Linked DNA regions of Mus musculus: regions 1, 3 and 4 are each linked to region 2. The links are chromatin contacts, called in public Hi-C and HiChIP or PLAC-seq maps. All regions are on one chromosome and are shown on one strand. The core of a region is the stretch at or near the end of the contact, and the rest is flanking DNA. Distances in the headings are between cores, read along the strand shown. Region 1 overlaps Prkn (parkin RBR E3 ubiquitin protein ligase). Region 2 overlaps Prkn (parkin RBR E3 ubiquitin protein ligase). Region 3 overlaps Pacrg (PARK2 co-regulated). Region 4 overlaps Pacrg (PARK2 co-regulated).

What was found. A called contact is a pair of places that touch in the nucleus more often than the background predicts. HiChIP or PLAC-seq counts read pairs in DNA pulled down with a chosen protein or histone mark.
Region 1: a Hi-C map of brain shows a contact between it and region 2, with 4 times the contacts expected there. The contact joins two enhancer-like sites. A contact is called at or near these places in 1 of 39 promoter capture datasets (hippocampal neurons), 12 of 484 Hi-C or Micro-C datasets (the N1E-115 cell line, brain, cerebellar granule neurons and 6 more), 4 of 115 datasets of contacts at active chromatin or transcription factors (astrocytes, embryonic basal ganglia, forebrain and 1 more) and 1 of 9 other capture datasets (embryonic stem cells).
Region 3: a contact with region 2 is called in an H3K27ac HiChIP or PLAC-seq map of stem cell-derived neural progenitor cells, with 7 times the contacts expected there. The contact joins two enhancer-like sites. A contact is called at or near these places in 4 of 39 promoter capture datasets (cranial neural crest, frontonasal cranial neural crest, maxillary cranial neural crest and 1 more), 1 of 484 Hi-C or Micro-C datasets (neural progenitor cells) and 1 of 115 datasets of contacts at active chromatin or transcription factors (stem cell-derived neural progenitor cells).
Region 4: a contact with region 2 is called in an H3K27ac HiChIP or PLAC-seq map of stem cell-derived neural progenitor cells, with 4 times the contacts expected there. The contact joins two enhancer-like sites. A contact is called at or near these places in 1 of 39 promoter capture datasets (cranial neural crest) and 2 of 115 datasets of contacts at active chromatin or transcription factors (astrocytes and stem cell-derived neural progenitor cells).

What each region holds. Positions count from the first base shown.
Region 1 is chr17:11,610,124-11,613,305 of GRCm38.p6, reverse strand. The region is part of intron 6 of Prkn (parkin RBR E3 ubiquitin protein ligase); the gene reads right to left. Among named protein-coding and RNA genes, the nearest start is that of Gm41525, 53 kb to the left of the region's middle. Within about 2 kb of position 1,610, at least 14 of the 459 cell types and tissues checked have an H3K27ac peak or open chromatin away from gene starts, as enhancers often do. A contact at or near this core is called in brain, cortical neurons and forebrain, where this site is marked.
Region 2 is chr17:11,066,642-11,070,216 of GRCm38.p6, reverse strand. Prkn (parkin RBR E3 ubiquitin protein ligase) reads right to left here. Exons shown (of 12, transcript NM_016694.4): 2 at 2,925-3,088. Among named protein-coding and RNA genes, the nearest start is that of Gm41526, 65 kb to the left of the region's middle. Within about 2 kb of position 1,991, at least 82 of the 459 cell types and tissues checked have an H3K27ac peak or open chromatin away from gene starts, as enhancers often do. A contact at or near this core is called in brain, cortical neurons, forebrain and 2 more, where this site is marked.
Region 3 is chr17:10,482,473-10,485,818 of GRCm38.p6, reverse strand. All of the region lies in intron 4 of Pacrg (PARK2 co-regulated), which reads left to right. All of the region lies in intron 1 of A230009B12Rik (RIKEN cDNA A230009B12 gene), which reads right to left. Among named protein-coding and RNA genes, the nearest start is that of Gm16168, 9.1 kb to the left of the region's middle. Within about 2 kb of position 1,453, at least 33 of the 459 cell types and tissues checked have an H3K27ac peak or open chromatin away from gene starts, as enhancers often do. A contact at or near this core is called in neural progenitor cells and stem cell-derived neural progenitor cells, where this site is marked.
Region 4 is chr17:10,440,097-10,443,770 of GRCm38.p6, reverse strand. The region is part of intron 4 of Pacrg (PARK2 co-regulated); the gene reads left to right. Among named protein-coding and RNA genes, the nearest start is that of A230009B12Rik, 14 kb to the left of the region's middle. Within about 2 kb of position 2,105, at least 44 of the 459 cell types and tissues checked have an H3K27ac peak or open chromatin away from gene starts, as enhancers often do. A contact at or near this core is called in stem cell-derived neural progenitor cells, where this site is marked.

The DNA.
Region 1 (3,182 bases), core at 361-2,860, 540 kb before region 2:
GGCCCTGCACTGAAGTGCTTCCCCTCCCAGCGCTGCGGCCCTCAGTGGAGCTACCGCGGGAGATGGGAAATGGGAAGTGGGGCTGGTTTCCAGTGCTGGGGAGGGTTGGGCAGGGCCGGTGGAAGTTTCACATTTGCCTTGGTCTGTACCCGGTGGAGTCACCAAGATGGGAGAGTGAGCTTTCAAGCTGCAGACGCCGAAGCCTTTTTCATTGAATTCTTCCTGAGCCTGGTGACCTCCGAGTCTGGATTCTGTGCACACGCAGACTAGCTGTGGGAGTTTTCATTATAACTCACAGAGAAGGTGGGCGGCTTGCAATGCCTGTAGGTTTAAGCTGCCCACAGAGGCATTTCCAGTTGTCTTAAACACTCCATACATGGCACACAGCGTGCGTGCGCACACACACACACACACACGCACGCACACACACACACACACACACACACACACACACACAGGGGTGAGGGCGGGCGCTGGGGAGGGAGAGATGCTTGCTAGCATTTGCCATTCTTGCTGGCTTTAGCCACTGAGACAACAGGCTCTAGACAGCGCTCCTACAATCGGCTTCAGGATGGATTTAGATCATCACTCTTCAAATTCTGTCGGGAGCACCAAGGGCTCTCTCCTGCCCTCCTCTTCCTGTCTCTCCACCTCTTCCTCCCATGACTCCCTCACCCCCTCTCTCTAACTCCCCACCATGTTCCAGGAATCTCATATTCACCTGTAGCACACACAGGCTCCTGATGCCAGTGATGTGAGTTCCCTAACCTGTTTTCAGCCCTGATGCAAGGGAGTTTCCATATATGATTGGGTTGAAACTGTCAGCCGAGTGGCCTGGATTGAGTCTGGCCTCGTACATGCAATCAGTGTACAGTTTTGTCATCTCATGCTCAGTGAAGTGTGAATGAGAACACAGTGAGCTTGCACGAACAAGAACGGAGGTAACATAGGTTCCCTTTGATAAACAGGTACTTTCAACCTTCAGCGTTTTCTCTGAGTTGTGAAGGATATGTGGTTTCAAGTCTCTGAGTGAGGGCTTTCTTCCCTCTGAAATAAACATTATGATCAGCTAAGATACCTGGGAGGAAAAAAATGTGGGAAGGAAGACTTCCCATCCACTTGTAAGCTCCTCTGGCCACTCCCTCCCCCGTCACATCCCTATGTCTGGGAGAGCTGTTCGGTTCCTAGCTTCTCAGGCTTTTCTGCTCCCAAGCTTCCATAGAGAGTGAAGCTATGTGAACCCCAGAGTTACTGATGCCACATCTGTGAATCGGGTGAGCCCATTCAACTGTGGATCTGGCTCGCCTTCCTCCAATGCAGTTCTCGCCCGCACCCCTGTGACAGTCAATGGCTCACACTATTAACTCATTCCTGCTCCCCCTCAGCCGTGCTTCTAGACAAATCGGGGCATGGGGGTAGGGGGTGGGTGTGGCACAGGGCAGCCAATTTGTTGGTGACATCCTAAGGGGAAAAAAAATGTGCTGTGGCCAGTCTTTTGTTCCAAGTGATGTCTCCTTCAAACATCCTCCAGCTTTCTGGATAGGCTGATGGAAAATTCCCTGGTCTGCAAGTCTGTGAGCTTTTCCATTCTTCAACTCAGAAAATGAATAAACAGGAAGAGAAGACAGAAAGAAAATACACCGTTCTGCCCCTAGGTGGGGCCACTGCCCACATGTGCCGCGTGTCGGTGCATTAAAATTCGCTTTTCTTGCAGTGAGGCCAAGTTCAGGTAGCAACGGAGAACTGATAATGTAAAATGAACTTTGAGCTGCTGTAAGAAAGTCTTCAGTCCCACGGACCTCACTCATAGGTCCTAGGACTCCTTGAATTCCCCTATTTGTCTTTTAAAACGTATGTCCTTATTCAAGCATAAACGGCTGGAAACACCCCAGCATCTGTTCTCGAAGGATGGGCTGTGGGCAATAAGAACCTAACAGCAGGGAGATAGTTTACAAAATATTTGGTCAAACAAAGGCGAATGTCAATCTGTCTGTCTGGGGGATAGGTGTGAGGATCCCAGAGCCACTAGCTGCAGCAATTTTGATTAAAGGAAGTATAGGAATAACTGCTCATACAGCTTTCAGCCTGTGAGTTCGACCTATAGTCTGTGGGGGCACATGAACCCCAGGATACCTATGAATGTAGCCTGGTACAGAATTACAAACTTCCTTAACACATTAGAGGGAGAGACTCTATTTTCTTACTGTCTTCGTGAATTGATTGTGTGGTTACAAGATGGAGGGTACATTTGATTGGGGTTGGGAGAAAGGAAGGCATGGCGGACAGGGTAGCTTGATGTTGGTGGCTGAGATGCCTCATCTCTGGAATGGGAAACAGAGAAAGTAGGATGTGCTACAGGCTTCTTCCTCTTTCCTTTCACTCTTTTTATTCACTCATGGGCTTTGCCCATAGAAAGGCTTTTCACTTCACTTTGCTATCACAGACACACCCAAGGTATGCTTCATTGATTCCCTGAGTGGTGTTTCTTAGTCCAACCGAGTGAACAAAGTCAACCTAACATACCAGGATATTAAGAAATTTGTTCAGGGCTGGAGAGATGGCTCAGGGATTAAGAGAACTTTCTGTTCTTGCAGAGGACCTGATTTCTGCTCCCAGCCTCACAGTTACCTAGAGCTGCAGCTCCTGGGGCATGTCACACCTCTGGCTTCCGTGGGTACCTGCACTGGTAGTCAGGTACAACCCTTTATGGAGACAAAAGGATAAACAGCAGTGTGGAGGGGTGAGAAATGGCAGGAAGCACAGGGAGGAATCTGTTCAATATACAATATATACTTTAAAGTCTGAAACCTTTAGACATGAAAGAAAGAAATTTCTCTGAAATGATCCCATAAACTCTTAACACATGATCAAATTCTAAAACCTCAGCTTTAGCCCTAAAAAAAAAAAAAAAAAAAAAAAAAGCCACAAAGGTGCCTGCTCACGGGAGGCCTTGGGACTGGATCTGTGCCCCTCATGGTCCAGAAAGACTTGGGTGACCACCCCAGAACACCTACATTTGACCTTGTCCTTCCAGCCCCTGGCACTATAGAATCCATTCTCATTATTCCTCCCTAGCAAGGCTGTCCTGGGCTGTCCTTATGTGAAATGTTCTCTAGACCCAGTCTAGATGGCAGCCCACAACTCAGAAATATCTCTAGTCATCTTTCTTCTTCACCCTGGTG
Region 2 (3,575 bases), core at 742-3,241:
GTTACATTAAAAACTAGACATAATCTAAAGATTTAAGAGGTAGATGAAGATATAAACACTGTTAGAACACCATGTATACACTTAGCATGGTATTATGTTAAGCGAAAAAATCTTAATGGATACAAAATTGGTTCAAACTCATTACGTCTCCATACAAGTCAGCTATTCATAAAGGCAGAGGCTAGTCCATGTAGCACAGCCTGACAGACATCACTTCTCCTCTGAGAACTCTCCAGGTGGGTCTGCTTCCTTTCAGTGACAGGTGGAGCTAAACACATTACAGAGTCCTCTGTCACAAACCCTTTCTCCACTTTCACCAAATTTTTATTGTTTATAACAGAAAATTAAAAGAAAATCTTTGTGTGCACATGTACCATGTATATGTGCGTGAACACATGTGTGTGGAAGTCAAAGGATGACCACGCATGTCAGTTCCCACCTTCACAGAATTTGAGGCAGGGTATCTTGTTTGCTGTGTATGCTAGGCTCGCTGGCCTGCTGGCTTCTGACCTCCCCTTAAGAGCACTGAATTACAAACAACTGTGTATGACTAAGTTAAACTTAAAGAGGGCTCTGGGGATCTGAACTCAGGTCTTGTGTTTGTAGGGCAACCTTTGTCACTGAATGATTACCTCAGCCCCTAAGAACAGAAAGGCTCTTCACTTACTTTTTAACTCTCAGAATTTAGAGGCTTTAAGGATAGCCTCAAAAGTGTCAGTTGGGTGGCCTCTACTTCCTGAAGTTGTCTGCTCCCTTGTCAGGAAACGAAGATACTCATACTGCTTCGTGCTCACCCCTTCACAATTGAATCTATTCCAGTTGCTGTAAAAATATTTCTCTCTGGGCAAATATCTGTGAATATTAAATCTGTACCCTAGGTCCAGACCCAGGTTCCAACAGTTTGTTAAATATCTCCTTACATATCCATTCTTCATAAACTCTCAGCACCCCTGGACATTCAGCTCCCTTCCCATGGCTTTCTATGGCACCCCTTTGCTGTCTATGAATGAAATCGAAGGACCAAGTCTGTCAAGATTTTGTCAAATGCCCCAGGAAACTCCATCTTTTCCTGTCTTCAGTATTGCTTCTGCTTCCGGAAGAACAGCACCTGGCTTGCCTCCCAAGCCCGTGGTGTGTGTTTCCTTTTCATCTGAAGAATCCATATCTGGATCCACTCGGGAGCTCTTTCCTGGTGCCTTCCCATTAGATATACAGCCTCACTTTTGAAACATCACGATACTCATCTTTAATGGGTTATACAGTAATAATTACACACAGCCTGTGCATATTATATGCGTTCGGCTGGACCACGTGGCTTTGTTAGTGATTTTAGCATATGTAGTGCTCTCAGACAGTCTGAGCTAGTGTTGCTTTAGTTCAGAGGCCTAAGCGGGTAAGAAGCAGACTCCCTGAACGAACTCCCTCTAACCAAGCCACTGAAAAGCTCTGAACACTGGGAATTCTAAACGTGCGAATCAAGGTAAGACAGTTGAACCAATACATTAACTGTTATAAAATCTATCTGTCCCTCACGCCAGTTAGTCTTACTGAACAAAAAACAGCCAACTGCTACACGTACCCTCCTTTGTACAGGTGAGGGGATTTAAAATCTAATGGCTCTCATAATAAAGTCTATCTGGATTCAAGAAACAGTTTTAAAACCATTTATTTGTGAAGGAAACAATCTTAGGTTTAGAAGTTGGCAGGAACTGCAAAAGCTTTTTAGTTGACTGAAATTAAAAAAAAAAAAAAATCCAAACACTTCTTAGCACAGGCACTTCCCTTATGAAACAAATTGCCTGAAAGCAAAGCACAGCACTTTGTGCACAATGGGTGTGAGTCCTCCTGCCACCAAAGGGGGCAGGCGGGGGGGGGGGGGGAGATAGCAGAATCATTTGCATTTCTATAGTTTCTTTGTATACCCACATTCCAAAAGCATTTCACAAAGCAGCAAATACGTCAGCGCACTGCCTGGCCTGGGCAGTCAGAAGCTCCGAGTACAGCACAGGTCCCCACCCTGCTGTGAACCAGGGTGCAATACCACCCTACACAGAGTGGAGGGGACGCGCTTTTCCCTGCTTCTAATCACTTGAGTAAATGTGGTTCATATTTGCCGGACTTCCCTCCAAAACACTCACTGTTCTCTCATTCTAGGCAAAGGGCCCGTGCATCAATTGCTATCCAGTTCCTTGGATGCCTACAAAACTCATCTCTCCAAATGTACAAGATGCCATAAAGAAGCGGTTTCCACAGCACAGCAGGGGCCAGATACCCAGGAAGTAATAGGCAGGAAAGCAGATCCCCACAGTTTAGTTAGTTCTGTTTCAGGGGCGTCGGCCAGGGGTAACTCCGTCTACGCCCCCGAGATACAAAGATGGACTTTTGCTGTGTGAATTTGATGCTTCCTGTCCTTGGCTCAGAGCCCTCTGCAAATGGGGGCCCTGGGCCAGTGTCTGCTGTAGTCCAGGCAGCAGCTATGAGTGTCCTCCAGGGGTCACAGTTGGGTTGTAAATCCCTCACTAGGCATGGCCTGAGCAGCCTTCTTGGGAACGATTTATTTGAATCCTTCTTCATTACGATTCAAATAGAATAAGGAAGGTAAAAATTGAACAGACCCAGAAATTGTGCCTTCCTGCTCCCTCAGTCAGTAAACATTTATTCACTAAACTGAGCGCGCGCGCCCCTGGCTTCTCTCTCCCGGTCTTGGCTCACCCACACTTGTTCCTCCAGTCCTTCCTGCATACTGTTTTAATGCATAATTAAGAAGGTCAGAATTAATGAAGCCGTGCGGAGTAAAGTTCAAGGAATCCCCAGGTACTATTTATTCTATTAGATCTCAGGCGTGAATGTCAGATTGGCAGCATTAGCTGCAGGGTCTTTGGCCCTGGCTACATCCCAGGGACCACCCACCCAGGGAGACTCACTTGAACCGTCAGGTGATTCGGAAGCTCCTTCCCGGCAAAAATCACACGCAGCTGGTCAGCTGGAACCCCCTGTCGCTTAGCAACCACTTCCTTGAGCTGCAAGATGCTGGTGTCAGAATCGACCTCCACTGGGAAGCCATAGCTGGAGTTGAACCTGACAAACACTAGACAAGACCAGGGGCAGAGAGAGAAGAAAGAATATTACTCCAAACCCTTAATGGCCAGTGAAATGTCTCTGAAGCAGCTTGCCCCTCACCTGCCCTCCAGTGCATGGCATATATTTTCTTCCATTTATCACAGAGCATAAATTTATAGTATAGAGCAGTAGTTAGAAAAAAGACAAAACAAAACAAAACAACAACAACAAAAAAAAAAACAAACAAAACCAAAAACAGTTTCCCCTAGGTGTTTTTCCCTAGGTGTTTTCCTGCTCAGACCCTGGTCAGTGACCTGCAGACTACGGCAGTTTTGTGCCTTTCACAGCCCTCCTGGAACAGAGGGAGTAAAGCGGAGAACTTGCTTGATTGGAATCTCAAGATTCCCATGAGTGTATAGACTATTCTGCTCCAAAAGACTGAACAAATGCTCACTCCCTCCGCAGAGTCCTTTGCATAAAACTCAAAGGCAGCATGTGGATGCCCCAGAAAGAAA
Region 3 (3,346 bases), core at 204-2,703, 580 kb after region 2:
CTGATCTCTTCTCCCCCTTTCTTCTGATTGTTCCTCATTGCTCAGAAAGAATTGTGAGAAGAGAAGTCAGCAAGAACAATGGAACCTCGGGAAATTTTGTTCCATGAACCAGAGCTGAAACGGGGCAAAAGCAACACTACCTTCACAGTCACGTGGTCCCTTGGTACCCTACGAGACAGAGCAAGGATAACTCAGTTTCCCTTCCCGGGCTGTTTCTATCTGGCTGTAACTGTTGTCACTCATGCTGACATTAGCAGCCCCATCATGCTTCTCTGGAGCTCATGGTTGTTCACACACAAAGTTCTCGTCACCCACCCATCGCTCAAAAACAGCCCAACCAGGAAATACCTTCCTTGCCTGGTATTGCTTGCAGGTTGGAGCTTACAGTGTTATTTATATTATATTGTTTTTGTTGTTGTTGTCTTTTTTTAAATTTTATTTTACTGTTATTCCAGTGACTTGGGGGCATACTGCTGAGATGGACTTTAAGTAAGGCTTTTTAATTAACCCTTAGTAGTAGATAATGGTAGAGCAGACAAATTCCACTTCCTTGGCTATTCTAGATTAAATATTTCACGATTAGGAGGGAGAAAATAAATCAGCAGTGTCCCTTCCCACCCTCCAGCCTAAGGCTTTCTCAACCTCTAGATCAAATGCTGTGAGATAGTCTCTCCAAGGGGTTCAAGTCTTGGTGCCAGCTCACCCTCACTTCCTCTGACATCCACGTCTATCCGTGATGCCTCCTTTGTGCCTGGTAAGACCCATACCCAGCCACTCCCCCTTCCCCTTCCACACCCCTTCTTGAACTCCTGTGCCGCCCCCTCAGGTGAGCCCTGCTAGAGACAGTGTCTGTGCTATCATCTAGGGAAGTGGTGGCTTCTCTGTGGCCTTGGAGGACCTCTCTCTGGAAGGCTCCTTCTAGCTGTCAGGTTTCAGAGGCCCATTTTCAGCCCTAAGGTCCTCCATTCTAGCCTTTCCCTCCCCAACTTCCCCTCCTCTCAGCTGGACATCGTCCGTCTAGATTATCTATGGTCACTCCATGAAGCCATGTGTGTCTTTGCTCTTACTCTGCCTGTCACCTGAAAGGCTACCTTCTCCACTCTCACCATCAGCCACAAGACCTCTCTGTGTTAGGGCCGTGCAGAATTTGCTAAAACATTTACACCCATCTCTTTCTAACTTGAGGATAGCCTATCTTAGGGGCCTATCTTGCTTGTCACACAGGTGGCATGCCCTACAATAGACTATATGCTTCCTGAAGACTATCTCACTCCTGTCCCTTACTCTATCCCCCTTCCCAGCCATCACTGCCTTCAGTGGACAAGCCCTGAGGAGCTGCTGAGTTGCCTCTAATTAATTCTGTTTTTAACAGATTCTGGCGAAGGATGTCACAAGCTTGCTTTTATAACCAAAGAATGCACAGTTGTGCAGCTGTCCCGGGTCTCTCAGATCTGGGGTAGGGTGGGAGGGTACAAAATAGGGAGACTCCTCAGAAGCCAGCTGACTACTGGTCAAACCAGGTGCAAGTTGGGAAAAAAATCTATAGTGAATGAAGAAAAACAAGAAGCCCAGTGGGAAGGACATGGGCGGCCTTGCAGAAGCGCTGCTGAGCATCATCTTTAGAGAGAATACAGGATCATTTCAGCTCCCTTGTTGACTGATTTGTGTGTTCTTCCTACAGATACTTCCAGAAAAAGACCTATTGTTCACATTCCCCCATGCCGACACAGCACCCATTGTTTATATCCCTAATCACAGTGCGCATTGCTAGATCTGTGGGCTCAGGGACAGGCTGTGTCTCCCCCACCACATCCCTAGACAGTGAATACTGTGTTCTTTATCTCTTATCACAGCCCTTTTGTCAAACATTTCATGGATTTTTTTTCCCACTAGACAAATCTGTAGTTTGTTATCAACAATAAAAATGCCTATTGCCTTGTTTTTAAGCATTTAAACTTTAGAGTGTATGTCTCAAGACAAGCGTGAATTAAAGTGCTTACTCCGTTTTAAATACAAGAATTTTATGATAAGACACGTAGCTAAGTTTCTTTACCATGTTGCTCAAATGGAGCTGTGTTTTGGCTCCATGAACGTGTGTTTTATTGGGCATGTCTGTATTTCTGAGGGAGGAGGGCTGTGACCCCTGACTCACAGGCTGCCGTGGTGAGGGACCTGTCAGGTTTAGACAGGTGCAGATACCTGTGACTCGGCTGCACAAGGCCATCACTAGACCAGGTCTCCAGCATAGAAAAGATCAAACATACCCCCATTCCCAAGATCTCCATTTTCCAAGTGCCCACGACTTCTTCCTATTCGTTAATTCATAAGGTTGATCGCAAAGTCTGTGGGAAAGAAAAGCCTCTAAAGAAACATAATAAATGCAACACTTTCCTGGTTTAAAAATGACAATATGTTGTCTGCTACAAGCATCTCAAGCCTTTAATTCAAATGAATATTTATAGCAAAGAAATAAAATAAGTCCCTAGCACATTGGCATATAACTTCAGGGCAATCTTAAAGTACCCACATTTTTAAGTTGCTGATGAAGTCTACAAAGTTTTAATGTGACTCTTTATATTTCTTATGAATGCAAATTATACACTATGTAATTTGTGCGCTAATCATTTCCCTGCAGCTTCTCTTTGATTGGGAACGGAAATGGTACCAGTCTTTCAGATGCCCAAAGGAAAATAAAAAATAAATTTAAAAAAACCTATGGTTTTTCCCTCAGATGTGTTCTGATATACTGGTCTAACTTTTCAGAGCTACGTGGATAGAGTTAGGGGTCTTGGTGGCCCCTCTATTTTGGTTCTAGGTGGACTGCTACGCGGCCCCTGTTCCAATGTGAAACTCCACTGGCAAAGAAACTCTTCTTAGTCCCTGTAAGACCAGGAGGGGTGGAGGGACAGTGATGCTGACGGAGCTAACTGGGAACCCGAGACTTAGCCAGCCTCATGAAAGGCCTCCTGGAGATGGAGATGCTGAGTGAAGACCAGGTGCTTCCCATCTGTTTGGATTCAGTGACTCTTCCTCAAAGACAGCTTTTAAAGTTCTCATATTCCAAGTTAAAGATTTATACCTGCACTTTGTGTTTTCAAAGTATTCCTAAAATCACTTCAAGCAAAATGATATTTTAACTGTAGTGTATATTTTAAAGTTTCTGAGAGAAGAGAGAGAGAGAGAGAGAGAGAGAGAGAGAGAGAGAGAGAGAGAGAGAGCTCCTCTAATCCATGTTGGATATAAGACTATTCACATGACTCACATTTGGCAATCTATGGAGTCACCTGTGATGCAAAACCCATGTCTGATAGACCACAGCTTCCCTTGATCTCCACAGGAAGCCATG
Region 4 (3,674 bases), core at 856-3,355, 630 kb after region 2:
TCAAGAGCTCCGGGGTACTGGTTAGTTCATAATGTTGTTGCACCTACAGGGTTGCAGATCTCTTTAGCTCCTTGGATACTTTCTCTAGCTCCTCTATTGGGGGCCCTGTGATCCATCCAATAGCTGACTGTGAGCATCCACTTATGTGTTTGCTAGGCCCCGGCCTAGTCTCACAAGAGACAGCTATATCAGGGTCCTTTCAGCAAAAACTTGCTAGTATATGCAATGGTGTCATCGTTTGGAGGCTAATTATGGGATGGATCCCTGGATATGGCAGTCTCTACATGGTCCATCCTTTTGTCTCAGCTCCAAACTTTGTCTCTGTAACTCCTTCCATGGGTGATTGTTTCCAATTCTAAGAAGGGGCAAAGTGTCCACACTTTGGTCTTCGTTTTTCTTCAGTTCCATGTGTTTTGCAAATTATATCTTATATCTCGGATATACTAAGTTTCTGGGCTAATATCCACTTATCAATGAGTACATATCATTTGAGTTCTTTTGTGATTGTGTTACCTCTCTCAGGATGATGCCCTCCAGGTCCAACCATTTGCCTAGGAATTTCATAAATTCATTCTTTTTAATAGCTGAGTAGTACTCCATTGTGTAAATGTACCACATTTTCTGTATCCATTCCTCTGTTGAGGGGCATCTGGGTTCTTTCCAGCTTCTGGCTATTATAAATAAGGCTGCTATGAACATAGTGGAGCATGTGTCCTTCTTACCGGTTGGGACATCTGGATGTATGCCCAGGAGAGGTATTGTGGGATCCTCCGGTAGTACTAGCATTACAATATCTTTAAGGACCTTGAGCTGTTTCTTCAACTTGAGGAGTCTGAATATGAGAAAACTAGGAATTTATAAACAGTCATTCCATCAACTAAGACAAGAGGCAGTGGCCCAGAACTCAGGAGTTCTAATCCCAGCCCCTTGTGCTTTCCAAAGCCATGCAGACAGACAGCTTGGACACAGCCCATCTGGAGAGCAGCAGGACCTCGTGTTCTGTGGTGAAACCAGAACATGGCTTCTTAGCAACTCTCCCAGGAGTTCTGTGCTCCTGGAGGCCACTGGCCAACTATCCCCACCCGCTTTGCTTATGCAGATGTTTCTTGGTTGTTAAGATCAGTTAGATGTACCACCCATGGGTCCTCCAAACCCAGCTCCCCCGCTGGCATGCTCAGCCCCGACACTTGCACCTAGCCTATGAGTGTCTCTGTTACAGCTCCCATCTTCCAGATGTCCTAAGGTCCTCTCGCATCCCCATGTACTGACTCAACTGACCCAGCCTGCTGTTACTCCAGTCACTCCACCCATGCCTCACTTTGGGCCTGGGAGGAGACTAGCTTCTAGAACCTTCTACTCTGGCATTGGGTTCTGAGCACTGCTTCTCATCTTTTACTTGTTCCCTTTTCTATGTCCCTCCTCCCCAGCATGTGTCCCTTCCCCTTCTAGAAGGTGGGGGGAATTCTCCCACAGCACTCCTCTGAGGCTGAGGGATGAGGAGGGAAGCTGGAGAGGAAGGAAGGTTTCCATGCTGTGGCCCTCTGGAAGGCCTCATGAGTCCCAAAGGTCAAAACACTCGCGCCCTCGTAAAGAGGATTCTCCTCTCCTCACAGGGCCAGAAAGCCCTTCAGCTCCTCCAGCCCAGGTATCCTGTCGCGTCCATGTTAGACAGGTCTGCTTTCCATCTTTGGGGGCCCTCTATGGTGTCACCCACTGCTCAGGCACTGCGGGCCTCTGCTCACTGCCATCCAGGCTGTCCCCAGAGCCCCTTTCCCATCATCGGGTCCCTTGCAGGCCCCCGCCCCACCTCTCTCTTCCCCCTTCCTTCCGGCACCAAGCACATGGGCGGGGATCGTCCTTGGTCCCTTCTAAGCCTCACAAAGAACAAGGGCCGGTTGGTCTCTAACCCTGCCATTACTCACAGCTCAATGCTCTAAAGCGCCGAGGTTTTCCTGCCCCTTCTTCCCATAGCCCTGGCAATTGTACTCCCTCGGCCACAGTCATTCTATCTCGATTCCTAATTGCCATTGTAGAAATCTGTGCCTAGCTGAAGCTTGGGGAGCTGCCAATCTGTGCCCTCCCTTCAGATGTAAATGTGTTATGCAAATGCAGCCTGGGGCCCAGAGTGGGACCCCGTGGCCATCCCTGGATAGAGACAGGAAAAGAACACCGCGGGCCAGGGATGCAGAAAACTAAGACAATGCCCCACCCTTCTTCAATGCTGGCTGCTGGGAGAAGACTTCCTGTCTCCACGCTTCCCCCGCCCACTCCCAAGGCTCACACAGACTGCTACTTGGGGGTCACTGTTCCTTGGCATGTGTGGCCCTAGGAACCTGGGCATGCTGCTTAACTGTACTTCTCCAAGATCTCAGGACCCTAAAGGGGAGGGTGACATTATGTACAGATCCCTTCTTTAATCACCTGTCTGAACAGGACATTAAAATCGGTTGTAGCTAGTGGCACTGTATCAGCACAGATACCTTGCCATCCCAAGGAAAGAAAACTTTGAAAAGGGGTTGTATGGCCATTTTCAGTAGAGGCCTTTCCTTCTCTGTCTTGGCTGCCCCCATCCGTGGGGTCCTAAGCTATCACCTGTCACCCTCACTTCTGCCTCCTTGCTCTTGGACCCAGAAAGACCCAGAAAACTGTCCCCTCTCTAGGCATTAGCTGACTCAGAGGGTTCCTTGGATCTCTAACAGCAACCTAGTCCACAGAAAGCTCTCAGCCCATCAATTCATAAGCCCTCCAGACCATTAGGCATGTGACTTTGGGCTCTGCTGTGCCAGGGGCTCTTCTAAGCTATGGGCGGGATAAATTTATGAACCTTTTTGCCTGGGACCAGTGCTTCCAGCTTCACGGTTGTTTATTGGTATTATCATTGGATGTGAGGGGAAAAATTACCAATAGAAATGTACTCTGAACTAAACTAAACTCTGGGAAAATGCCCCCAGCCCGTGGTATTGAGCTGTTTGTCCTTACTCAAAATGTAGCATTATTTAAATCCACAGCCCCGCCATATCGTTCCGAATTTGGGAGAAGGCAAAAGGAACTCCTTCAACCCTGGAATATCATTTATGCTGTAAAGTGCTTTAAAAAATCAAAAACCTTTCAAGTGAAATTAACTTAAGAGGGAGTGATTTCTTAGCTCCCGCCTGCCCCTCAGCATCCTGGGAAGAGAACCTATGTAGAAATGTGCACTTGAACTCGCAGTCCAGGGGGAATCTCCTTCATGTAGCTTCAAGGTAGATCTGTAATTATCCAACAGCTCACAGCCCCTGATCAAACGGGATCTCTCTGATCCTCTTAGAGAAGACACCACCTCTCTTTTTTTCATGTCTATCAACAAATCACAAATTAGCACATGTCTATGAAAGCCATTTATGGCTTGGCCTGTCTCTCAGATGTGCCATGGGCATGCCGTTATGCCCTCCCTTGCACTGGTTCCATCCAGACCTGCAGACAGAAGTCTGCAGGGATGTTTCTCAGGGAAAACAGACCTAGTTTGCCTAAAATGTGAATTTGTCTGATAATGTGAAAAGCAAATATGTATTCTTGCCTCAAGGCCTGAGGTTTTAACAACTTCTAAGTTGGAGAGTTTGCCGCTGCACCCCACATGACCACCTCCCTCCACCCCCACCCCCCAGACATGTTACTTGTAGCCAAGACTTTGAGGA